6 separate regions of the Mus musculus genome follow, and regions 1, 2, 3, 4 and 5 are each linked to region 6. The links are chromatin contacts, called in public Hi-C, HiChIP or PLAC-seq and promoter capture Hi-C maps. All regions are on one chromosome and are shown on one strand. Each heading gives the region's core, a stretch centred on a gene start, on an enhancer-like site or on the middle of the called end of the contact. The rest is flanking DNA. Distances are from core to core; before and after follow the strand shown.

Evidence for each region. Promoter capture Hi-C pulls out the DNA fragments that hold promoters and counts their contacts. A called contact is a pair of places that touch in the nucleus more often than the background predicts. HiChIP or PLAC-seq counts read pairs in DNA pulled down with a chosen protein or histone mark.
Region 1: a contact with region 6 is called in a FOXA1 HiChIP or PLAC-seq map of pancreatic cancer cells. The contact joins the promoter of Tsen2 here to the promoter of Plxnd1 in region 6. A contact is called at or near these places in 5 of 484 Hi-C or Micro-C datasets (CD4 T cells, CD8 T cells, the G1E-ER4 cell line and 2 more) and 1 of 115 datasets of contacts at active chromatin or transcription factors (pancreatic cancer cells).
Region 2: a promoter capture Hi-C map of pre-B cells shows a contact between it and region 6, with 2.2 times the contacts expected there. The contact joins the enhancer-like site here to the promoter of Plxnd1 in region 6. A contact is called at or near these places in 2 of 39 promoter capture datasets (liver and pre-B cells), 2 of 484 Hi-C or Micro-C datasets (embryonic stem cells and hematopoietic stem and progenitor cells), 1 of 115 datasets of contacts at active chromatin or transcription factors (pancreatic cancer cells) and 2 of 9 other capture datasets (adipose tissue and liver).
Region 3: a contact with region 6 is called in a promoter capture Hi-C map of embryonic stem cells, with 2.3 times the contacts expected there. The contact joins the promoter of Olfr212 here to the promoter of Plxnd1 in region 6.
Region 4: an H3K27ac HiChIP or PLAC-seq map of bone marrow-derived dendritic cells shows a contact between it and region 6, with 2.5 times the contacts expected there. The contact joins the promoter of Alox5 here to the promoter of Plxnd1 in region 6. A contact is called at or near these places in 2 of 39 promoter capture datasets (embryonic stem cells and liver), 1 of 484 Hi-C or Micro-C datasets (the G1E-ER4 cell line) and 1 of 115 datasets of contacts at active chromatin or transcription factors (bone marrow-derived dendritic cells).
Region 5: a Hi-C map of the G1E-ER4 cell line shows a contact between it and region 6, with 2.7 times the contacts expected there. The contact joins the enhancer-like site here to the promoter of Plxnd1 in region 6. A contact is called at or near these places in 5 of 39 promoter capture datasets (embryonic stem cells, hippocampal neurons, liver and 1 more), 2 of 15 datasets of contacts at CTCF or cohesin (large pre-B cells and pro-B cells), 38 of 484 Hi-C or Micro-C datasets (the AML12 cell line, the Ba/F3 cell line, the C2C12 cell line and 21 more), 2 of 115 datasets of contacts at active chromatin or transcription factors (bone marrow-derived dendritic cells and pancreatic cancer cells) and 1 of 9 other capture datasets (pancreatic islet).

The regions. Positions count from the first base shown.
Region 1 is chr6:115,543,242-115,546,956 of GRCm38.p6, reverse strand. Tsen2 (tRNA splicing endonuclease subunit 2) reads right to left here and starts at 2,266. Exons shown (of 12, transcript NM_199033.2): 1 at 2,229-2,266. Gm36355 (a long non-coding RNA gene) reads left to right here and starts at 2,310. Exons shown (of 7, transcript XR_869382.3): 1 at 2,310-2,615; 2 at 2,716-2,840.
Region 2 is chr6:116,284,808-116,288,848 of GRCm38.p6, reverse strand. It overlaps Zfand4 (zinc finger, AN1-type domain 4), which reads right to left. Exons shown (of 10, transcript NM_001309446.1): 3 at 4,034-4,041; 4 at 2,928-2,995; 5 at 681-867. Among named protein-coding and RNA genes, the nearest start is that of Zfand4, 23 kb to the right of the region's middle. Within about 2 kb of position 1,743, at least 115 of the 459 cell types and tissues checked have an H3K27ac peak or open chromatin away from gene starts, as enhancers often do. A contact at or near this core is called in hematopoietic stem and progenitor cells, liver, pancreatic cancer cells and 1 more, where this site is marked.
Region 3 is chr6:116,504,384-116,508,482 of GRCm38.p6, reverse strand. It overlaps Olfr212 (olfactory receptor 212), which reads right to left and starts at 1,967. Exons shown (of 2, transcript NM_001011800.2): 1 at 1,556-1,967.
Region 4 is chr6:116,458,660-116,462,436 of GRCm38.p6, reverse strand. Alox5 (arachidonate 5-lipoxygenase) reads left to right here and starts at 1,259. Exons shown (of 14, transcript NM_009662.2): 1 at 1,259-1,562. The coding sequence starts at 1,413.
Region 5 is chr6:116,416,211-116,419,879 of GRCm38.p6, reverse strand. The region is part of intron 7 of Alox5 (arachidonate 5-lipoxygenase); the gene reads left to right. Gm38880 (a long non-coding RNA gene) reads right to left here. Exons shown (of 5, transcript XR_869387.2): 2 at 1-3,669. Among named protein-coding and RNA genes, the nearest start is that of Gm38880, 4.8 kb to the right of the region's middle. Within about 2 kb of position 2,144, at least 34 of the 459 cell types and tissues checked have an H3K27ac peak or open chromatin away from gene starts, as enhancers often do. A contact at or near this core is called in the Ba/F3 cell line, the G1E-ER4 cell line, bone marrow-derived macrophages and 1 more, where this site is marked.
Region 6 is chr6:115,993,313-115,996,825 of GRCm38.p6, reverse strand. It overlaps Plxnd1 (plexin D1), which reads left to right and starts at 1,821. Exons shown (of 36, transcript NM_026376.3): 1 at 1,821-3,337. The coding sequence starts at 2,021.

The DNA.
Region 1 (3,715 bases), core at 1,017-3,516, 450 kb after region 6:
TTTACTGTGGTCTAGGTCTGAGTGAGATGCCACACAGCTACCAACCAGGTAGAGACTTACCTAGAAGGATCCAAGGAAGCTGATGTGAAGACCTCTTTATTCTGGGTCTTACTTATTCTGACCCAAGGAGACAAAACCAGTGTGGAATACACACAAAAGTGAGTTGGATGTGACACGGAGCTGGGGCCGGCTACCAGCACCGAGCATTGCTGAGTCACAGCCCATGCAAGTGTGTACATTCCAACTGACAGACGCTTCACCAGGCCGGTGGGGGATTTGAACCTGCAGCTGTCTAGGGTCAGGTCTACACATGACTTAAACTGGGAGCTTACTGAGGAGGTGGGTGTCATGACCATTAAAGAGGAAACGATGTGGCAGGAGCACTGCCTGCTCTTTTAGAGGATTCAGGTTCCACCCTCCGCATCCACAGGGTAGTTCATGCCCATCAGTAACTCCAGTCCCAAGGATCCAATGCCCTCTTTTGGCCTCTGTGGGTACTGCATGCATGATAAGCACAGACAAGACACACAGGCAGGCAAACACCTGCAAAATGACAGTCGTGGTGGCGGTGGTCATAACAGAAACATCAAGCCCTGGCCAAGGTGTTCACGAAACTTCTCATGAAGCCAGGAATGTCAATAAAGACAGAAGGAAAGATGGACCAAGGAAGTTAGAACAATGGACAAGTGCGTGTCAAAGATAACCACGCACGGGGATGGAGAGAGGCTTGGTAGGTACTCATCCAGAAGAAAGACCCAGGTTCAATTCCCAGCATGCACATGGTGGCTTATGCCCACCTGCAACTCTAGCTGCAGGGGATCAGAAAGCCTCTTCTGGCTCCCTGGGGAACAAAGTACTCGAACGTTACATGTCATAAAGCAGATACATACAGCCAGGTACATATGTATAGGGTAGACCAGACCAGGACGGTGGTCTGGAGGACTGGATATAAAGGCTTTTAGTTGCTTCTTTTCCTAGTGCTGGGAATTGAACTCAGGGCCTGGATCATTCAAAGAAAACTCTCTATCAAAGGAGCCACAGTCCCAGCCCAGCCACATTCTTTTTTTTGTTTGTTTGCTTTTTTGTTTTTTCGAGACAGGGTTTTTCTGTGTAGCCCTGGCTGTCCTGGAACTCACTCTGTAGACCAGGCTGGCCTCAAACTCAGAAATCCGCCTGCCTCTGCCTCCCAAGTGCTGGGATTAAAGGCGTGCACCACTATCGCCCGGCTGCCCAGCCACATTCTTATTCCCATTGTACAAGTGAGAAGAATGGCTTGCAGCGTGTGTGTGTGTGTGTGTGTGTGTGTGTGTGTGTGTGTGTGAATGTATCTGCAAAGACTGTTAAGGAGAAACCTGCTCATGCCTGTCACCAGAGCACCACAAAGCATATTTCTGTCCATCAAAAGCAAGGCCTGTCCTTCATTCTTCTCTTAATCTGCTAGCCTAATATTCATTTAAAAATTTCGGTTTTGCTGACACGTGGCCTTGTTATGCAGCTTTGGCTAGCTTTAAACTATGATCTTTCTGCCCCAGCCTCCCATGTACTACAGCTAAAAGCACGAACCATGACACCCAATGGTCAGCCCAACCCCGCTCTATATGCTTCTACCGTCAATCCAAGCACAAAGCATACAGTAAAAGGTGGGTCCATATCACTTTCCAACACTCTTGGATCAGGGGTCAAAGAAGCCTCTCTTATGGCAAACTTACTCATGGTCTCTTAGCATGTATTTTATTTATTTATTTATTTATTTATTTATTTATTTATTTATTATTTTGAGATGAGGCCACACGTAGCCCAGGCTGGCTCCAAACGTGATATGTAGCTGAGGAAACTTAAAACCAGCTTGATGCTCTCGCTTCCATCTCTGGAAGTTGGGATTACAGGCGGGCAGCAGCTTGGTTGGATGCGGTGCTAGGAGTAGACAACAGGCTGCCAACCGAGTCCCATCCTCAGCCCCTCGTGGGCTCCTCATCATTTGCAAACACACTTTCATCTGTGTCCCCCACTGCACAGCTCCTGGGCCGAGGTGCAGGGCTGAGGGCCAAGGCAGACCAGCTTGGGGCTGGGGCAGATGGCATCTGTCAGCGAGAGCGAAGCGCTCCGCAGCCCTCGGGACGCTGTGCCCATGCGCGCTTGAGTGACAGCCACAGCTCCCACCCCGCTCCCGCCTGAAGTCGCTCGCACGCTGGACACAGAACGCGAGAAACAGGACTACTCAGTCTTACCTTTCGCCGCCACGCGCGCCCACCGTTACCCGGCAACCGGGGGGCGGCGCTGCAGCCGTCAAGCAGTGCGGCCGCAAAACCAGTTGCACGCAGCCGCAAAAGGGACTGGCTGTGTCCTAGCACAGCACGCCTGCGCACTGTACCGCTGACGATACATTCCGCCCCATCCCCCGGCTAAGTCTAATGAGGAAGGCTAAGGGGTAATATATCCCGCCTTAATTCTCACAGCAACCCCCAAGGTTTGTTTGTTTGTTTGTTTGTTTTCCTTTTGAGATTACATAGGTCTCACTGTATAGCCTTGGTTTGCCTGGAACTCACTTTGTAGCCCAGATTGGCCTTGAACTCATGGAGGGACACCTGCCTTTGCATTGCCAGTGCTCACTGCCTGTAAGTTCTAACACAAGGTCCATTTTTTAGAGATGAGATATGAAGCAACCTGCCCCAAAAGGCTGCCCTTGACCTCAGTGTGATATGAGATTTTTTTCAGCAGTGAACCCTGAATGCTACCAGGGAAGATGTGCCCACTGGAGCAATAATGGTGCGAAGGTTACAGAGGCAAACCCACATTACTGATTGACTCTGAGGCTGTTCGACGGAGGGAACTCATGCCTGGTATTGTAAACCTGATCTAAAGTCTCAGGAAGTCAAAGGCCCTGAGGAGAAACTGACTAGTATCTTGTTAAATGAAGAGGCCCAGCTACTTCCAATTTTTTTGGTTATACCCACAGCTTAGTGTTACCTTCGCCCCTGGCCAGAGAAGCTCCTCTCTGCAGAGGGCTGTGGTGACTACACAGGCTCAGTACTGGTCAAAATGCTGGCAAGTGACTGCTGAGAGCTCAGCTTTAAATGGGGTATCTATATTAACCCTTGCCTGCCCGAGGCTGAGGAAACATGGAAAAGGAGGGTGATGCAGAAAGGAGGCAAGAGCCAGAGGATGGGAGAGTGCTGTCTTCTGAACATGACAGAGCCCAAGGCATTCACGGACTCACAGCAGACTTGGGTACCTACATAAGGCGTGGTCAAGATCAAGCCTGAAAGATCAGTTAACCTTCTAGCCGGCAGTACTGACTGTATTTGATGGATGACCAAAAAGATAAAGGGCAAAGGGAATGAAGATAGGAAGGGATGAAGGGATGTGTGGGCAAGTAGAGGGATGGGAGGGGAGAGCTGGGGGTGGCTGTAGTCAAGATACACTGTATGAAACTGTTTAAGAATACACAAAAGATAACAACAAAATGTAAAACAAAGAATGCAGACAGGCAGGTAAAGTTTCTGTCAGGTGTGGTGGTGAGTGCCTTTAATCCTAGCATTTGGTAAGAAGCAGCCAGATCTCTATGAATCGAAGACCAGTCTGGTCTACATAGCAAGTTCCAGATCAGCCTAGACTATATAGTGAAATCCGCCTCCCCTTCCTCCCTCCTTCCTTCCCTTCCTCCCTTTCTTCCTCCCCACCCTCCCCTTCCCTAGGTTGGGGTGTGAATTAGTTG
Region 2 (4,041 bases), core at 494-2,993, 290 kb before region 6:
TAACTCTCAGGACCTACATGATGAAGGGAGACAGCTGACTCCCAAGATGTCCTCTGACTTCCACATGCAACAAGGTACAACCATGCCAATACATGTACACACAAATAATGTAATAAAATAAAAATTAAAGTGAAAGGAGGGGCTCACAGTATGTTGAAATGTACAGACACTTAAGAGATTCTCTTGCCCCAACTCCTTCATTTCCCACTGCCTACCTAAGCAATCAGTAGTGTTTTCCTTCTGGTCTTACAAGTAATATACAATTTATTTCCTCTTAGCAGTAACAAAAAAAGGAAGAAAAGAGATTTACCCATCTTTAAGTAGCAGAGTTTAAAATAATACCAACCTCAGGATTAATCCTTTCTGCTATGTCAGGGTTATGTAATAATATACTATTCTCACAAAACAATATTGTCACAAATGAATGGAAACAAACTATTTTTATAAAAAAAATTACTGTGTAAGAAAATTCAAATTTATAAATTATTTTTTAAGTACCAGTCATATGAAGGATAAATTCATAATTACTTATCAGGGAAGAGGGTGAGGGTACATGAAACTTACTTGGTCTTATAAACACACTACAGCTACTTCAACAACCCAAGGAGCACACACAGGCTTCTGAAGTGTGTTATGTATTCTCCTTTTCTAAGTGAAGCACGCAAATGAAGCCTATTTACCTTAAAGACTCAGACAGTGGGGTTAAAGTGCCATCCCCTCTATCTACCACACGGAAGAAATTCAGCTGATCTCCTTCCCGGTATACCAAAAACGTAACTTGTTTGTTGCAGGAGGTCTTTTCCCAGACCTCATCTCGACTGGAATCCATGTACTCAGCAAGCTCCCTGAGTGGGTCTTCCACAGGAACTACAAATAGAAAGATTCATCAACAGGCTTTCAACTCAGCACATTTCTGCATCTTGCTACAGCAACAGGATATAGATGCTGAATGCATGCAGACACACTGTGCATGTGATAAGACGATACACTCCAAACAGGCTCCTGACGTTTTATATTTTATATAGCATCCCTTATTAGTTTTTAAAGAACTTAATGAGTACTGCATTTTCATATTTCCCCTCCTTCCCCCTTCCCTCCAATCCTTACTGTGTCTCTCCTAAATCTGCTCAAATTCATGGCTTGCTTTGTATTAATATGAAACAAAAAAATGCATTTTTATGCTGCATGCCTAAAAACATGCTTAAATAAAAACATGAGGTCACTTATATTCCTGTACAAAGACAATTGATAGATTTATCTATTGTTATTTTAGCTAAATCCCTTCAGCCTTCTCTGCTTTTAAATACTGGTTCAAACGATCAATCACTTAAATGTATTATAAATCCCACTTACTTTAGATTATAAAATAATCAAGAGAAAGACAGAATACACGCCACATAGCACACTCACACACACACATACACAATTGGGAGATACATTCAAGCAATTAGAGGCAAGAGAGAGTTAGAGACAAGACTCATTAGGAGAGTGAGTATCCAGCATGCCCAAGGTCCTGGGTTTAGTCTTTACCAGCAAAAGAAAACAACAACATAAAGCAACAACAGCAAAGGAACTCTCTTTCCGCTTTAAGAATGGATTCTTTCTACAGCTGTTCCTTGAAGCAGTTAAAGGCCACAAGAAAGCATAAGGAAGGCCACTGGTGTGCTAAACTGTACTGCATCAAGGAGCAGCAGGTGTTTCCTGAAAGGCTCCTCTCATGACTCAGCGTCTTAGTCAGGGTGTGTGTGTCCAATCAGAGCATAGGAGACTCACACAGACCTACTGGAGTCATGACACTCTTCACAACTGGTAGCCCAGTGATAGCCAGTTGTCCTCAAGTTTCCAAGCTGTCTGACTTTCATTACTCATTAACAAAGCTGGAACACTGTGCGCAGTGCCCTAAGTGGTGGCCCCAACAGTGGATGCCAATGAGCTGCAGAGTACACTCCCCTGATGTGCACAGGCTCAAGGTTCACCTACCAGCACCAGAAAGAAAAGTGAAATAAAGAGAAACACTAATAGAAAAATAATAAACTCTGAAAGCAATAAGGTCAAAGTATCAAAGATGCCATAGTGTGAAATTAACATCACTAATTTTGAAACATAACATTTTGATTTGTTCTTTCACATTCAGAAAAAATGTATAAACCTTAAAATGATATTATCCATAGAGCTTTCTGCCTTCTCTGAGACACCTATGTGGCCCAAGCTTATTTGTAACTTTCAATCCTCCTACCTCAGATATGGCCGAGATGACAGGCAAATGGCACAGTATCCAGAACCATTTTCAAAATGTAAGGTCCCAGTTCCCATATTACATCACTAAGAGGTAATTATTACCTCGGCCACTGAAGCCATTCCTAAACCAGCACAGGGTGCCGTACGCCAGGAGGTGGGTGCTGAGGTTGTCTGTGTGTGCACAACTCTGTATAACTGAACACTCACTGGGAGTTTGTCATCTAAAAGCAATATAGTTTAGAATATAATTTTAGAAAGGGAAGGTTTTTTTTCTTGTGCTGTTTTACTTGATATTTTGAGGCAAAGCCTTAACATTTTAATAATCCAATCTTAACCAAAATTATGAAGTATGGGGATATAATCTGACATGTGGGAATAAGCCAGCAATGGAATCTGTACTCAACCTCCAGTTTTCTAGTTTGTGGAGGATCAAAACACTCTGAAAACCTTCTAAAAACGAGGGTCACAAAGTAGGACTGTTGTGAGCATGGCTCTATGTGGTGGAGTGCAGATGACAAAGCTGACTTGGGTCCAGTGAGCATGCCAGTGAGTTGGATTGAAATCTTGTGGTGGCTTCCATAGGAACAGCCCCTATGAGCTCTTATGTTTGAACGCTTAGCCACTAATCCCTGAAGAATAGTACCAAGTTACTTAAGAGTGATCATTGGATTGCTTTAATGTATGCCTACCTTTTCTAGTACTTATCGGTCCACCACGCATAGCCAATACCAGCTTCAAGGTACAACCTTCTGAAATGCTGTGAATAATTAGCACAAAAATAAACTACAATCATCAAATAACATTCAGTGTCAAGTGAACCACTAATTATGTACTAGTTTATTACTGCTATTATATATTCCCTAAAATATGAAAAAAGATACAGCAATATGAGTAAATGGAAGATACTATTATATTTACCCAAATGAATTACAGAAAATTTATAAATTCTCATAAGCTTTGTAAAGAGTGGGGCCCAGTCAGGAGATGGTGGCACATGCCTTTGATCCCAGGCTCCAGAGGCAGAGGCAGGTAGATCTCTGAGTTCAAGGCCAGCCTGGTCTACAGAGCAAGTTCCAGGGCAGCTAGAGCTACACATAGAAACTCTGTCTCAAAAATACAAAAAGGAGGACCAAGAGAGAGAAAAAGCTTAATCTAAACCCAAAGAACCAGGAAACAGAAAATGCATTCAGCAAAATAAAAATAACACAGAAAATCCAGCAACTCTCCCAAGTCCTAGTGCTTTTCCAGTTTAATGACACCTCTCACCTCCTAATTCCTTTGTCTTGAGAGTAATAAATTACATGACAGGAAAGAGAAAGGTCAAAAGTCAGAAAGCACATTTGGAACCTCTAGTATACACAGTGTCACTTTATAAAGAGAGAAATGGGTCCTAATGAATAAAGTCTCAGTGGCCAGCAACTCTCCCATGCCCAAAACTTGTGAAACGGAAAGAAAAGAAACTGGGCCAGGTGAGAGTGGGTCAACAGTCAAAGAAAAAAGCAAAGAAGACGAGAAGTGAATACAGTCAAGCGAGGAGGCAGGGCCAACAGTGTGGTATAAACCTAAAAGGTGAACTACGAATATCAGAGAACATAGATCAGGAACAAAGATGGTACTGAGGCAATACAGCTAGAAGTGAGAATTCACAATGACACCTGGGATCAGAGAGCTGTTCTGCAGAGGCATGAAGAAGTCAGCCATGTGGCGTCGTGACACTGAGTACCTCTAAAGAAAACAGTCCTGTGCAGTCCTGATACGGAGTACTACAAAGCTGCTACTGTGTAGTTACACTCACTTGTAATC
Region 3 (4,099 bases), core at 718-3,217, 510 kb before region 6:
GAAGACGCTGGAAGAAACACTGCTTGCTGGTATGGAGCTCCACAGATAGGAAAGAATTAGAAAATTCGTATCGGAGCACAGAGAAGCTACGGGCAAAAGGTGCTAAGGTGCGGTATGGTCTGAGATGGAACAGCGGCTGACCCGCACTGGATTCGCTCAGGTTCAGCAGTGATTTCAGGATCTAGGAACGCAGCAGGCAGGCAGCCGCAGCTTTCAGAAACTTTTTTAGGTGAGAGAAATAAAAGGGTTTGGATTAAATAATCAGGCAGATGTCCGCAGATGAGAGCTGCATCAGGCAGCAGAAACATGGTTTGTAATAATAAAATATATAGAGGAAAATGGATTTTGAAACTCTCACAGAGGCAGAGAGAAATGTTGGGGGATGCTCTGCCTTTTCCTCTCTATCCCTTACAGCAGAAGTTCTCTGCTCTCTTTGTGTTGTCTAACATCTAATGTCTGGTGCACTGGTCTGTTCACGTGCTCAATTCATGTGTGTTCGTGTCTAGTCGTCTGAATGACTGAATGTTCTGTGTTTCATGTTGGAATATAAAGATGGCTAAAACTTTATCTGCTGGTTTAGCAAGAGTGTGGCCACATGCTTTAGCCAGGATCAGGCACAGCAGGAGGGCTCCTGCTGGAAAAACTTTTTTTTTACGGGAGTCTGCAGCCTCTTGGTTTTGGGGCAAAAAAGCTGATAGATGGTTTTTTCCTAAGAAAATTCTCTGCAGTCATGATTATTGCATTTAGCTAATGACAAAGTGCTTTTTATTTTATAATTATAGCTAGAAAAATTAAAATTCTCTTAATGGTCTAAGTGTGGCCACTTCACTTGGTTTTTTACTGGTAATGTGCTCTGCGTGTCTTCACAAGAGTATCAGCTCATAAGTTATTGGTTAGGATTAAATAATTGTTATATTGGTAACAGAAGGTTAGCCTTAAATTGGCAACTCAGGAGTCTTTCAAACACGTGGCAAAAGCAGGACAAAAAACTAGGCCTCTTAGGGATACTTCTAGTTGAGATAATATTTAATGTGATTCTTATCCTAAAAGGTAGACTTAAAGATAAGATTTAAAGCATTTAATGAAGCATTAAAATTTGCACTGTCATGCATTCATAGGTATAAATTGGCAGCCAAACTTAGTAACATGATAGTAATGTCTCTAGCATTTATTTTAAGGTAATAAATTGTTTTGAAATTGGGTTTTGCTTTCCCAAAGTTGTAATTATGGTCTAATATTGCAAAAGAAACTTAAAATTTCTAAAATCTGTCCTCAAGACAAGAGGAACAAAGCTCAGAGCAGCCTCTGCGGGCCTTGTGTGACTTTCTTTTGTCTTGCAAACGTTGTGCCTGGGGAAGTTCTTGAAACTTGCCTCTCCTTGCCTCCAGAGGAATTTTCTTTTAGCTGAAAGAACACTGTTGCAGATCTATCCAGATGTTGTTATTTTTTTTTTTTCAAAATGGGATTGCATTTATTCATTCATTATTGCTATTTAACAGAGGTTATTTAACATCTCTTTTCCGGAAACAAAAACAAAAAATCAAAATAACCTCACCTTCTGTTCAAACTTCCATTTTGAGTCTTTTAAAATCCCATTTATGGCGTTTCAGAATTTCAGAATGCAGCCTGAATTCCTGGCTCCGCCTAGGCGTAGCGGCCACCAGTGGCAAAGAAAACACCAGCCGAGTGGTTCAGGCATCTATCCCTAACTCTAACAACCTTAACCTTGTACTCCATCAAGTATTGTAGTTAACAATTGGAGTGACCGAGCCAGAAAAGAAAAAAAAAAGCAAGGCTTTAGTGAGCGGAAATCTTGGGAAAACATTTATATTGATTTCATTGATATGCTCGACTGAATCTGGAGAAAAAGTATACTGTACTCCATTTGGTTAACGATAGCATATTTAGAATAAAACTGCCATGACCCTCAGGCAACCCAAAAGCAGCTAGCCCACACTAGACGCTACAAACGCTGCCCGAGGCCCTGCAGCAGGTGCCGTTTAAAGACGTCACAGAGCCCCAAGGAGAATGCGCCACAGCGTATTGCAGAAGGCTCCGGGGCCAAGGATGTGCTCCAGGCTTTGACCACTAAGTCTCAGGCTGGGCTTCCACTAAGCCCAGCCATGGCCTGGGCTTCCAGTGGAGAGCGCTGTAGCCTCCTACACCCACCTTCCTCGGGCCACCACCCTGCCGGTCAGTGTGCCCGGCAGACCTCCGCCCACAGCCCCGCCGCGCTGGCTTCCTCCCCAGATGTTGTTCTAATTAAAGTTCTAATTTAAAGTTTATAAAAGGTCAATCAGACTGTAAAGGCATTACAATCTGTCTTGCCTACTTCATGTAAAGTTATTATAGGTTTAAAGGTTTGTTTTTTTCCTTTGCATCTCAATAATTCTAAAGGGTTTGCTTCTAGTGAACTGGTAATCACTGGAAAATTTTGCCTCTAGGTATGGCTAATATAGCTCTACATTATGTAAGAAGAATTTTTATTGTTTCTGCTTCTATACAAGAAGCTAAGAGTTTGAATCTTTCAGTGTATATTGTTTTCTAAGTGGAAAGTATTTTATTAGCTAATGCCTCTCAAAAAGAAGTTTACTTTAAATCCTTGCTCTCACACAAGGAGCTTTTAAATTCTGGGGAGTAGCTTTTGCTCCAGAAAAGATTCTGAGGCAATAGCTTCTTAATACTTAGGGTTTTAGTTATAATACAGAAGGCTTTGCAGAAAATAAAGAACTCTTTTATAATTGTTATTAATTATAATCAATGGTAATTAAATATTAGCTGTGCCCACAGCAATTCTTTGGCAAGAGAAAACATTATTGTAAAGTCATTTTTCTTCTCCTCCGGGCCAACCGTTGGCCCACGTGGAGCCAGCCAGCTGCTGGCTGCTGCGGGGCAGGGCCTTGAGGCACACAGCTTTCCCTGAGCAGCCAGAAAGCAGGCGGCTTTGTAGCGAACTCAGGGGAGGGCCCCGCTTGCCATTGCCCCCATGAGCCTCCACCTGTCCCCACTGGGGGTAGCCGTATTCTCCCCGCTAAGACTTGGGGTGCTCTGCCGCCCTCACTTGGGTTTTCTGGCCTACAACAGACTGGGCTGCCTTCAGCCTCTTCCACCTAAGAGAAAGGCCAGAGGCAGGCAAGGCTGTGGTGGCGCTCACCTCAAAGCACAGTTTTAACATCCTATTAAAACTACTGTGGTGCTAATAAAGAATTGTAAGATATATTCGTGTATTTTGGAAAACCTGTAACAAAATTGTGTCTTAAGAACCTGACTAAGTGTCTGTTCCATGTTCAAAACAGCAATTAAATTGGTTATTACAGAATATCAATAATTGACCTATTGCATACCATCATTTTAAATAATAATAGATAAGTTAAAAATTGTTTTTATGCATGCTTTTGTATCTTCTATAAATTCACGCATGCATGCATCACAGTTACTGTGTTTAAAAACAACCCCTCTATGGGAAATAAGTAGATGTGAATTAGATCACACGCTTATTATTTTGAGCTTCCCCCTGCTTCAACACAGATACTTAAGTTGTGTGCTGTGGATGGTGTTTTATAAAGCTGAACAATCAAACCTTAATTTGTATATTAATAGTCAATATTATATCTCAGAGCTCACAATTGCTTAAAATTGTTCATCCCTCAGATACTATAAATTCTCAAATTTGCAATGGTTTATGCATACATAACTCATAAGAAAAAATGTTGTTCTTTTAAGAAGACTGTTTTTGGACAGTTAAGAAATTGTTCTGGATTGCCTGGACAATACATCCTAAGGCAATGCCATGCTGGATTTATATCTTAGGCAGTCTATAGGTCCTACATCTAAGATGGATTGGATATATAATCTCATTCTTTATATAGTCAAAACAGTTATGGTTTAAGAAAATATTTTGATGTTCTTGGAAAATGTGCATTTCAAATTGTAAAAAATTTTTGCTCTTGGTGTCCTCAGATTCTATCTGTTTCCACATAATGGTGTTAATTCTTGAGGACCTATACTTAATAAATTGCTGCAAATAAATGCTCTTATTTCTGAATAAATTATACACATGTGACTATTAATAAGTTTTCAAGCTTTCTAGTTACAACCA
Region 4 (3,777 bases), core at 10-2,509, 470 kb before region 6:
CAGCGGTGATAGGGTAGCAGTCAAAGAGAGGCAAACAGATTCACAGAAGAAACAACATCTGGGAAGGAGTTTGCACAAGATCTAGAGGTACAGAAGGAAGGCAGGAGAAACCACCCAGAAGGGAAGGGAATGTGCCAAGGATCTGTGGAAATTAGAAGATTCAAAATTTCAGAAGAGAGCTCACTTAGACTGTGGCATGACCAATGTATGGAATGTAGTCATTCCATCCAACATGAGCAGGGTATTATCGAAGGATTTTGTAGATTTAATTGTTATACATTGTCTCACTTGCTAGGTGAGCCCCATCCAATCAACTGGAGGGCAGGAAAAGCAGAATGGAAAAAAATAACCAAGAAGTAGTAGCACAGTTTATTACAGACAAATTAATGCTGCCCATTGTTCCACTGTAAATTAAGGAGGGTGCATTGACCGCCTACCTTCTAGTGACCAGCTGCTTTCCCTTCTCTCTATGGCAACAATGTTATGCTTTTCTGAGCACAGTGGGATAGCCCTCCTCACCTTCCAGCAATCACTCTCCTTAAGGTTTCTTTTCTACCTTTACCCAAAATGCACAGGTAGGCTCTCACTGAAGAGCATCCCACTCTTCCCTAAGACTCTCAGTCTTAACCAACTCCTTAAGCCATCTCCGGACAAGACAACCTCCTTTCCCATCACAAGTCCGCTCTCAGCAAGCATGCCATTAAAGTTCCAGACAGTCCCACAGGTGCAGATTAGGAGTCGCCCACTCGGGCCACTACTTTCTAAGGCTGGTTCCCAGTACCACTAACCATTTCCCCCAAGTTTGCTCCCACCCCGCGCCTCCCAGTACCTTGCCCAGAGAGAGAAGGTTTACTCATTTTGTGAAGAAACCAACATTCAAGTTTCCTTGGGGTCCACCGTGGAGCTACAGGTACTCTCCTTGTGGGCTTCAGACCCCCTGCTCTAAGTGTAACTATTGCATACGCTGTGTGCTGCAACTGAATGAGGACACAGGTAGTTCTTGAGCTGACAGTGAGGGACACTGAAACAGGCAAGAAGCCATAAAGATGGAAGAAATAAGGGATTAATTGACTAATGAAAACAAAAATGCATGAGGGATAAAAGCTAGGTAGAGATGGGGCAGAGGAACAAGGGCTTCAGCCTATCAGAGATCACTGTCCCTCCAGTGCCACAGGAGAGAAGGATGCGTTGGAAGGTGGGGTCCTGGGACTGGCCAGAGACAGGGGCGGAGCCAGCGCCTGAAGGCAGGGCCGGTCGCAGGGTGGAGCCAGACCCAAGCGCAAGGCTGGCCCGCTGCTGGCCACTGTGGCAGGGAGCTGCCGCGAGTGACAGGGTCAAGAAGTTGGTGGGCTGCCACGCCGAGCTTCGCGGGCTCCTGCTCCCACACCAGCAGCACTCACTTGCCCGGAGTCATGCCCTCCTACACGGTCACCGTGGCCACCGGCAGCCAGTGGTTCGCGGGCACCGACGACTACATCTACCTCAGCCTCATTGGCTCTGCGGGCTGTAGCGAGAAGCATCTGCTGGACAAGGCATTCTACAATGACTTCGAACGGGGCGCGGTGAGAATGCGCGCTTGGGACCGACGGCTGGCAGCAAAGAGCGGGAGGGCGGCGGGGCAGGACAGGCAGGCACCTGAGAACTGTCTGTCCCAGCGCGCTCGTGACCCTATGTGAGCGCATCTGGGGATCTGATGCAGCGCCAGAGTCGGTGCATGCCAGGGCAAGCGAGGCACCCTAGACTTCCTGATGACTCGGGTATCTTAAGGGACAAATGACTTCCAATGTGGGGGACTGATGTGGCTGGCCTCTTATGTGAGAGATGGCACAAACTTTCACCAACAGGACCCAGAATTTGTGAGAGGCCCCTTCACCTCGGGAGTTCTGAGGTCCTAGTGCCCCAGAGTCCAGTACCACTGCAAAGCATAGAAAGCCCTGTTCGACAGCTAGCCATTTTGTGTAGACAGTGTAAGTCCAGGGTAAGTCAGAGATCCAGGATCGGGAGTCAACTTGGGCATAATCACTCTTCTATCCCTACTGTGGACCTTCGTTTACCAAACTAAAAATTGGTTAGGTTTAATCTTACCCATGAGTCATGAGGGAGCCCAGTCCCATTTGGGGGCTAGGAATGAGTCCAGGGATTGCCCCCCACACTTAGGTACCCTACATTTCCTGCACTCAGTCCCAGTGGAGGAATGTAAAGGAAGGAAGGTCTGGCCCGAGCAGCCTTTGGAAAGACTGTCAGCAGGGTGCGTGCAAGAGGACACTTCCTCCCTGAGTATTAGCTTCTGAAGGAAAAAAGGAAGAAAGATTTCCTTTCTTCCCTCCTAATACAGACTTTGGAGTCTGGCAGCCCCACAGGCACTGTGGGAGGCCATTCCGTTTGGATGCTGCTGGTGTGTAAAGTCTAGCCCCATGACTTTCTCTTAACACAGGCAGGTCATGGTTTTCAGTGACCCACTAAGTGCCTAGTACATCAGACTTGCTCAGTAAGTGAGTCTGTAATAGACAGGCACGCTGCAGACCCTTGGGGTGGGGGTGGGGGGTTCCTCTTCCTTCTACTACCTCCAGGTCTAAACTAGGCTTAGGTTTGATTTTACCAGGCTGCCTTCTTATCATTTAGTTTACTATTGAGTCGACCCACATGAACTTGCTTAGAATTAACCATTTGTGATAAGCACAATGACAATTTCATATGCTTCCACTAGATAGATCTGTTCAGCCTAAACCAAGGAAATGATAGTTAAGCCCTTTTCTGGGTCCCAAACTCTAAGCACGACGCTTACATTCCTATCCTGGGACCTGGTACTTTGCCCTGATTAGCAAGCTTCTAACCAGGCTTGAACAAGCAAGCGTGGGTGTTGACCTCAGAATGGCATCTTTTGCTCAGTTTCACCAGAGCTGGCCAGAGAATGGTGCTGCCAAAGACCAAGCATGGCATCCGTTTGGGATGCTGACACCCTGTGCAACCTCCAAAGCACTTGTGTTTATTTTCAGTAACTGGGGCTTCTCCCAGTATACAGGGGGAGGAAGAGAGGACAGAATGCTTCCTCTTTATAAATGGACTACAGGGGGCCTTCTCCACAAATCTAGCTATCAGTGGGTTCAGTCTAGGTGCAGCACAGGACACCTTATGTGTCATTTCCTCCAGGAGGAGAATGGCAATGTGGCCATCATAAATGACTGGACAGGAAGTAAGAGGCCTGTCCTGTTCATCATTTGCCTTTCTGTCCTGCCTCCCAACCTGAAAAGTCATTCAGGTGACATTAATTTAACACCTTAGCAAGAACCCCAGAGGCAAATTTCAGGAGAGATTTGCATACATATTTCCATTGTGGGGAGGGAACCACAGCTCAAGTGAACTGCTGTCTTCTGGCTGGATGCAAAAAGAGCCTTAAAAAAAGAAAAAGAAAACAGCCTTTGAGAAAGTTCCTGTTGATGCAAAGTTACTCCATACTTTGTCTTGCACAGTCCAGAGCCACTTCCTCATTCTGTGGCCAGTGTATCTTTAAAGTCCAGATGTCCCTTTTGGGTAAAGGTAGAAAAGAAACCTTAAGGGAAGTGTTAGCTAAGAAGATAAGGTTATCCCACTGTTCTTAGAAAAGTGCCACATTGTTTCCATGAATAGCAGCCACCGTGAAGGCCGGCCAGCCACTTCCAGCACCCCTTCCTAATGTACGACCGAATAATGGTCAGTGCTAACCTGTTTTAATACATTCCACTATTGCCCATCCCCCATGATTCCCACATGAGTTCTGTGTAGCGATTCAGGTCAGGA
Region 5 (3,669 bases), core at 895-3,394, 420 kb before region 6:
GGGTGAAGTTGCAAACAGAAGCCACTGAGCTGTGTCGGAGACCTCACCAGTCCTGGAACATTGTCTTCCATACAAGTAGATTCTTGCAGCCCCGAGGACAGTGGAGGGCCACGGGAGCAGTCTCATGGGGATGGAAAGTCTGTGACACTGGGTAATGGGAATAATATCAGTGATATGCTGGTGTCTACACAGTCTAAAAGCCTTTGCCTGGGAAAGCTTAGAAATCATGAAAACTGCTGTATGTTAAGTGCCTAAGAACAGACACTATGCTTGAGCTTGGCCAAAAGACCAAGAAGCGGTAAAACTGTGACACATTTTAAATTTTCCAGCAACTGTATTAGTTTCAAATAGACCTCTGAACCAGAGGAGAAGTAGTTTAGAGCTTTTGTTCTGTTCAATATGATTCCCGAATGGGTCACTGCAGAAACATCTCTGTGTTGACTGTAGATATAAAATACCTTCTGTTGTCTCAGACCTGGAGGAGGGACTTGGCACATAAAGAAGCGTGTATATCGCTGGCATCCTAAATATTCTGGATCCTGGAGCCTATGATCATTGGGTCTCACACAGCATCTGTCTCCATTTGTGTAACTGTCACCTTACTGCTCTCAACCATCTTACCCATGCAAGGAGACTAAGGTACAGGTGCTCATAGTTAGCCAGCCACGGAGCTGAAATTCAAGCCAGCTGTCTCAAGCCTGAAGTTTAACTTATGTTTATAATCCCAGGCTGTCGGTTCAAGGACAGCCTGGGCTACAGAGTGGTGCCCAGTGTCAATTTGTTTAACTAATTAATCAAATCAGTTAGCTGCATATCTATACCCCCACCCCTCTGCACTCCAGGAGTCCTGAGCCTATTATCAGAGAAAGCTCTATGTGTAAGAAGCTGAAGCATCAAATGAAGGCACAGGGGATGTGGGAAATCACCACTGAAAGATGCCAGGAGAGGGATGGATTACCACTGACAGGTGTTCTGAAATAGCATGTCCCAGACATGTATTTATTAGAGCCAGAGGCCTGGCTCAAATCTCAGCTCTTTCCATTGTTAGCAGGAATTAGGCATTGGACAAGCCACAGGACATGGTTAACCCTTTCTCTATAGCTGCCCAGGAGAATTAATGCACCCCAGGGCAGTGGTAGCTGCAGTTACTGGGACAACCCTTGAACAGGGCCCACAGCTGCTGTAACAGATGGATTCTAGGCTGGGCTGTAAGAAGGCCCATGGGTCTCCGTGTTGAGGCTGGCAAGGCCAGGACAATTGAAAGCAGTGCTGAGAGGTTCTCTGCCAAGACTGAACTGAACCAGCCTTTTTGAGGATCAACAGAGCAACATGCTAGAGGATGGAGATCATGGTTCTGGCTTGGGTGTGAGGCTGCAGACAGACAGAACATAGGAGAGGTTGAGGGGATGGGACCGTGTCCAAAGCAGGAAACACTACAGCACTGTACACCTTCAAAGAGGACTGCATCTGCTCTCAGCTGACTTGGCCCTTCCCAGGGCTAGTACCAAAGCAGAAAAGCAAAACATGGAATATGGATGATATCAGCTCATTTATGCAAAAATGAATGCAAGAACACAGCATGCCACAAACCATATGCTTTACATGGGTAGACATTGGTGTTGGCTTGGTGAGACACAGGACACAGGGTCACCACGCTGCATACAGAACAGGTTGGAGATAGTAAGGATAGGTCTAAGTTCCTCATAATAAGGTTCTGTTTATGAAAAGTAAACACAAATACACACATATGCAAAGACCTAGGGAAGCAGCGACCTCTTGTGGCTGGACAAGAGGTACATTCTCACTAGTTCTTGGACTCTTCTGTAAATGCTGGAGTAGTTTACAATAATAATCATATATTATTTTCTACTCAGAAACAAAAGATGGCCTCCTTCAAAAGCATTTAAAATAATGCAAGCACGTTGTCCTGGGCATATTCTAGAAGAGCTGGGACAAGGACAAGTCTGGAGGGGTGGGAGGAGGTGTGGCATGCTCTGTATAAAAGCTCACCATGGGAGCCCCTGTGTGGCATGGTCAGACAGAGAGGAAGGAACTGCAGGGTGATGGAGTTACAGCAGGCAAAGCAACAGAGCATCCCTACTTAGCTCCATCCAGACCTCTGTGTGGCCTGGAGAGAGGCTGAGTCACTCAGAACCTCACACTTTATCTCTTTGCAAAATAGGAAGGATGAGGAAGAACTGTTGGTCAGGCTGTGGTGAGGATTTTGTGATGACACATACGTCAAACCTTACGACACAGCAGAAAGTCTCTGGACTCAGTGCCTGAGGATACCTGAGTAGGACAGGTGGCCCGTGTGCTCTAGGAAGCAGGCCACAGGGTGGCTGTCTGTGGGCCACACAGCTATGGAAACAGAGCGATCACTGTGAGGAGCAGTCCTCTGAGAACCTTGCTCACTAGGACCCTCTGGAAACGGCAAGCCTGTTGTCCTCTGAGGACACATGTGCTGACTTCTGACTTAAACCTGATCACTTAAGGAATCTGAAATTCTCTCCTAAAGGTAGAGGACAAATCCATTAGCGAACAAGTGGGAAGGATACTGTGGGGGTCAGGAGTGTCTCCCTGGCCTCCTTGCTCATCCTCAGGCGGTAGGGGAGAGCTGCTTCCCTAGTAGTCCTGCCACCTCCCCCACAGCACAGTGGCTTAGGAAGCTTAGGACGCAGTACTCCTTGCTCTGGTGTTCTCGAGACGCACTTAATCCAAACCAAGACCCGGAGTAAATTCTTAGTGTCCATAACCCAAAGACTTAGAAGAAGAGTAAAAGAATGAAACCTGCCAGGACTATTTCAGAATGGTTTTGTGTTGTAGAAAAGTGGGTGAGGCAAGGAGCTAAAGGGGTCTGCAACCCTATAGGTGGAACAACAATATGAACTAACCAGTACCCCCGGAGCTCGTGTCTCTAGCTGCATATGTAGCAGAAGACGGCCTAGTCGGCCATCATTGGGAAGAGAGGCCCCTTGGTCTTGCAAACTTTATATGCCTCAGTACAGGGGAATGCCAGGGCCAAGAAGTGGGAGTGGGGGGGGGAGTGGGGGGAGGGTCTGGGGGACTTTTGGGATAGCATTTGAAATGTAAATGAAGAAAATACCTAATTAAAAAATAAATAAATAAAATTCTCAAAGATTAAAAAAGAAAGAAAGAAAGAAAAGTAAAGAAAAGAAAAGTGGGTGAGGTAAATATTTTACCCTGGGGTTACGTATTTCTTTTTTCTTTTAAAAAATATGGCTGACTAAAAAAAAAAAAATGTAATTTAAAAAAAGGTGGCCTCCTAGAAATTTGAATTTGTGCTGCTTGCATTATATTTCTATTGGCTAGTGCTACTTTGGATGGAGAGACAAATCAGAAAGGTGCTTATAACCTCTCTAATGAAAACAACTTAAGGAAGGGAGAGTTATTTTGGTGCTCAGTTTAAGGGAATACAGTCCATCGCAGAGGGTGAGGCATGGCTGTAGAAATAGGAAGTGGTTGGTTCCATTCATAATCAGGAAGCAAATAGACAGGAAGTGGGGCCAGTATGTGGAACCTCCAAGCCCAAGTCTCCTGCTCCTAAAAGTTCCAAATCTTCCAAAACAGCACTGCCAGCTAGCGATCAAGTGTTCAAACACACGAGCCTACCGGGACATCACATTTAAACCGCAAAACCATCTTCCA
Region 6 (3,513 bases), core at 572-3,071:
GTGATGGCAGAAATCTACCAGCTTAGCAGGAAGTTTGTCCACAATACACAAAACAATCCATCTGGCCAGCTAAACCGAGATGTCATAAAGCATTATCCTCGAGGCTCAGTGGGGGGAGCTGCAGGATGCGGCAAGAAAGCAAGAGAGGGACAGGAAGGAAGCAAGGAGGGGGTGGGGAGAGGATGGAGAATGAGACCAGAGATACTGTGTGAAGACAGAGGGTAGAGAGAGGGAGAGAGACAGAGAGGGAGGGCAGAGGAAGACAAGCCTATAATCTGTGCTGGGGCTGTCCAGTGGAGTGGAGGGCCTGTGGCTCACAGGGAGAGCATGACTCGGGCCTTCCCCAAACAGAGGTAGAGGCAAGTCCCCTGGGTGCTCAGTTGGGGGTGGAGGCAGGACATAAGTCTCCAATTTCCTGCCAAGGAACACTCCTGACCATCAAAGCCAAGGCCATGAATGGGCTGGAACATGGCAGGCAAGCCGGCAGGCAGGCACAGGGACAGGAAGGTTGGGGTGGGGGCCAGGGAAATGGGGATGGCTGGGCTCTGAGCCCTTGCTGCTGACCCTTCAGGCACAGGGAAAGCCCCTCCCCATCCTTCCTTCCTATCTGGTGGGAGCAAGGTCACCCTCTGAGAGAGGGCCACTAGGCCTCAAGTGACAGCTGCAAGCTGCTAGGAGACCCTGACTGAGAACTTGTAGCTGGAACTGTGGCTTCAAACAATGGGTCTGTGTCCCACCTTCCCCCTTAGCGGTGTATTTTGGGCTTTACTTCTGGGGCCTCAGTTTCCATGCACGGAAAGTGGGTTGAGTCTTTGTAAGGAGGTTAGCATTTGGTGTGGTCCTATGTGGGCACTCCCATGCTATGGAGAGGATCACCTGGGTTTCTATGACCTTAGGAAAATGACTCCTTGCCTTTATCCCAGGGCCTACCTGTTCCTTTGAAGGTCAAAGGAGTCCGGTGCCCAGTGCCAGCTCATATGTGGAATGACTTTAGGTTTCTCAGAACCTTGGCCTAAGGGCAAGGTCCTGGGGGTCTGCGGGGTTTGGCTCTATCCAGAAAGTAAGGCCCTGTGTCTGGTGTTCTGCTCAGCCCAGCCTGCCCTTGCAAGAGGAATGAACTTCCTCTCAACACAGTTTCCTACTTTTGCTGTGGGATTGTCAAGTTTGTCCCCGGAGCCTGCTGCTTGCAAACTCCTTTTACAGAGCAGTTCGGGGAACAGACCATAGGTTAGCCAGGGGCCTGATGTCCCTGGTCTGGCTGGTCTTTAGAGTGAGGCTTGGAGAACATAGGGGGTGTGAGCGGGGGGGGGGGGGGGCGGGGGGGGCGGGGAGGGGGACTGTGGCCAGAAGGGGCAGGCGGTTGAGGGGAAATGGAGGGCTTTAGGGGCAAGGAGAGGAAAAGAGTAGAGAGGGAGAGCAGCGGGAACAGAAAGAAAAAAAAAAAAAAGGAAACGCAGATGAGGGAGAGGGAGTGACGCGGGAGAGACACGGGGCGGAGTTGACAGGATCGGAGTAGGGGAGTCCGAGAGATTGAAAGAGCGAAACTCTGAGAGGCGGTGGAAGGCAAACGGGAGCCCAGAAACAGAACAGAGAAGGTACTAGAGCGAGGAGAAAGAGAGGAAGGATAACAAACAAGCGAGAGGAAGACATTCCAGGAGCTGGCCAGGAACCAGGAAAGAGGCAGGCAACTTGCGACTGCCCGGGTATCGGCCACCAGTGACCTCGGACCGCGGGGCGTGGCCCAGAGGCGTGGCCGGGGGCGTGGCCCGGGGCGAAAGGGCGTGGGCCAAGCTGCTGGGGCGGGGAGATGGGCTGTGGGCGTGGTCTCCACGGAGCCGCCCCCGGGCTGAGCGCCTCGCCAGAGTCGGGCCGGGGCGCCGGGGCCGGGGGCGGCAGGCGCGGGCAGGAAGCGCCTCGCGGCCCGGGCCCCCCCCCCGCCTCTCGCCGCCTCCGAGCTCCCGGCTCCCGGCCGCGCCGCGCCCCATGCACTCGCCGCGCCGCGCAGCCCGCGCTCGCCTGGATGGCTCGTCGCGCCGCGGGCGGCGCACCCCCTAGCGCCCGGGCCGCCGCGGCCGTCCCCTTGCGTCCGCGCCCTCACTCGCGGGGCCCTGGTCTGCTGCCGCTGCCTCTGCTGCTGCTGCTCGGGGCGGCACGGGCCGGCGCCCTAGAGATCCAGCGCCGTTTCCCCTCGCCCACGCCCACCAACAACTTCGCCCTGGACGGCACGGCGGGCACCGTGTACTTGGCGGCAGTGAACCGCCTGTACCAACTGTCGAGTGCCAACTTGAGCCTGGAAGCCGAGGCGACCGTGGGTCCCGTGCCGGACAGCCCGCTGTGTCACGCCCCGCAGCTCCCGCAGGCCTCGTGCGAGCACCCGCGGCGCCTCACGGACAACTACAACAAAATCCTGCAGTTGGACCCGGGCCAGGGTCTGGTGGTCGCGTGCGGCTCCATCTACCAGGGTCTGTGCCAGCTGAGGCGCCGGGGCAACATCTCAGCCCTGGCCGTGAGCTTTCCGCCTGCCGCGCCGACCGCAGAACCGGTCACCGTGTTCCCCAGCATGCTCAACGTGGCCGCCAACCACCCCAACGCGTCCACTGTGGGACTGGTGCTGCCGCCTACCTCGGGCACCGGGGGCAGCCGTCTGCTCGTGGGCGCCACGTACACCGGCTTCGGCAGCGCTTTCTTCCCGCGCAACCGTAGCCTAGAAGACCACCGCTTCGAGAACACGCCCGAGATCGCTATCCGCTCCCTGGACGCGCGTGGAGACTTGGCCAAGCTCTTCACCTTCGACCTTAACCCGTCGGACGATAACATCCTGAAGATCAAGCAGGGCGCCAAGGAGCAGCACAAGCTGGGCTTCGTGCGTGCCTTCTTGCACCCGGCGGTGCCACCGCACAGCGCGCAGCCCTACGCGTACCTGGCGCTCAACAGCGAGGCGCGTGCGGGCGACAAGGACAGCCAGGCGCGCAGCCTGCTGGCGCGCATCTGCCTGCCCCGCGGCGCGGGTGGCGACGCCAAGAAGCTCACCGAGTCCTACATCCAACTGGGCTTGCAGTGCGCGGGCGGCGCGGGCCGCGGCGACCTCTACAGCCGCCTCGTGTCGGTTTTCCCCGCGCGCGAGCAGTTCTTCGCTGTCTTCGAGAGGCCCCAGGGCGCCCCAGGTGCCCGCAACGCCCCGGCCGCGCTTTGCGCCTTCCGCTTCGACGACGTGCAGGCTGCCATTCGTGCAGCGCGCACCGCCTGCTTCGTGGAGCCGGCGCCCGACGTGGTGGCGGTGTTGGACAGTGTGGTGCAGGGCACCGGGCCGGCCTGCGAGAGCAAGCGCAACATACAGGTAAGCCATAGACCTGAGGGGCGTGTGCGGGGATACAGTATGCACGCAGATATCCCAGAGGATTGGTTACTGCCAGCGGTGCTGGCCCGGGAGCGTACTGGGTCACAGGTGCGCACACCTAAGTGGGGAGGTCTAGGTTGTCAAGGTACCCAGGTGTTCCCCGAAGACAGCGCACC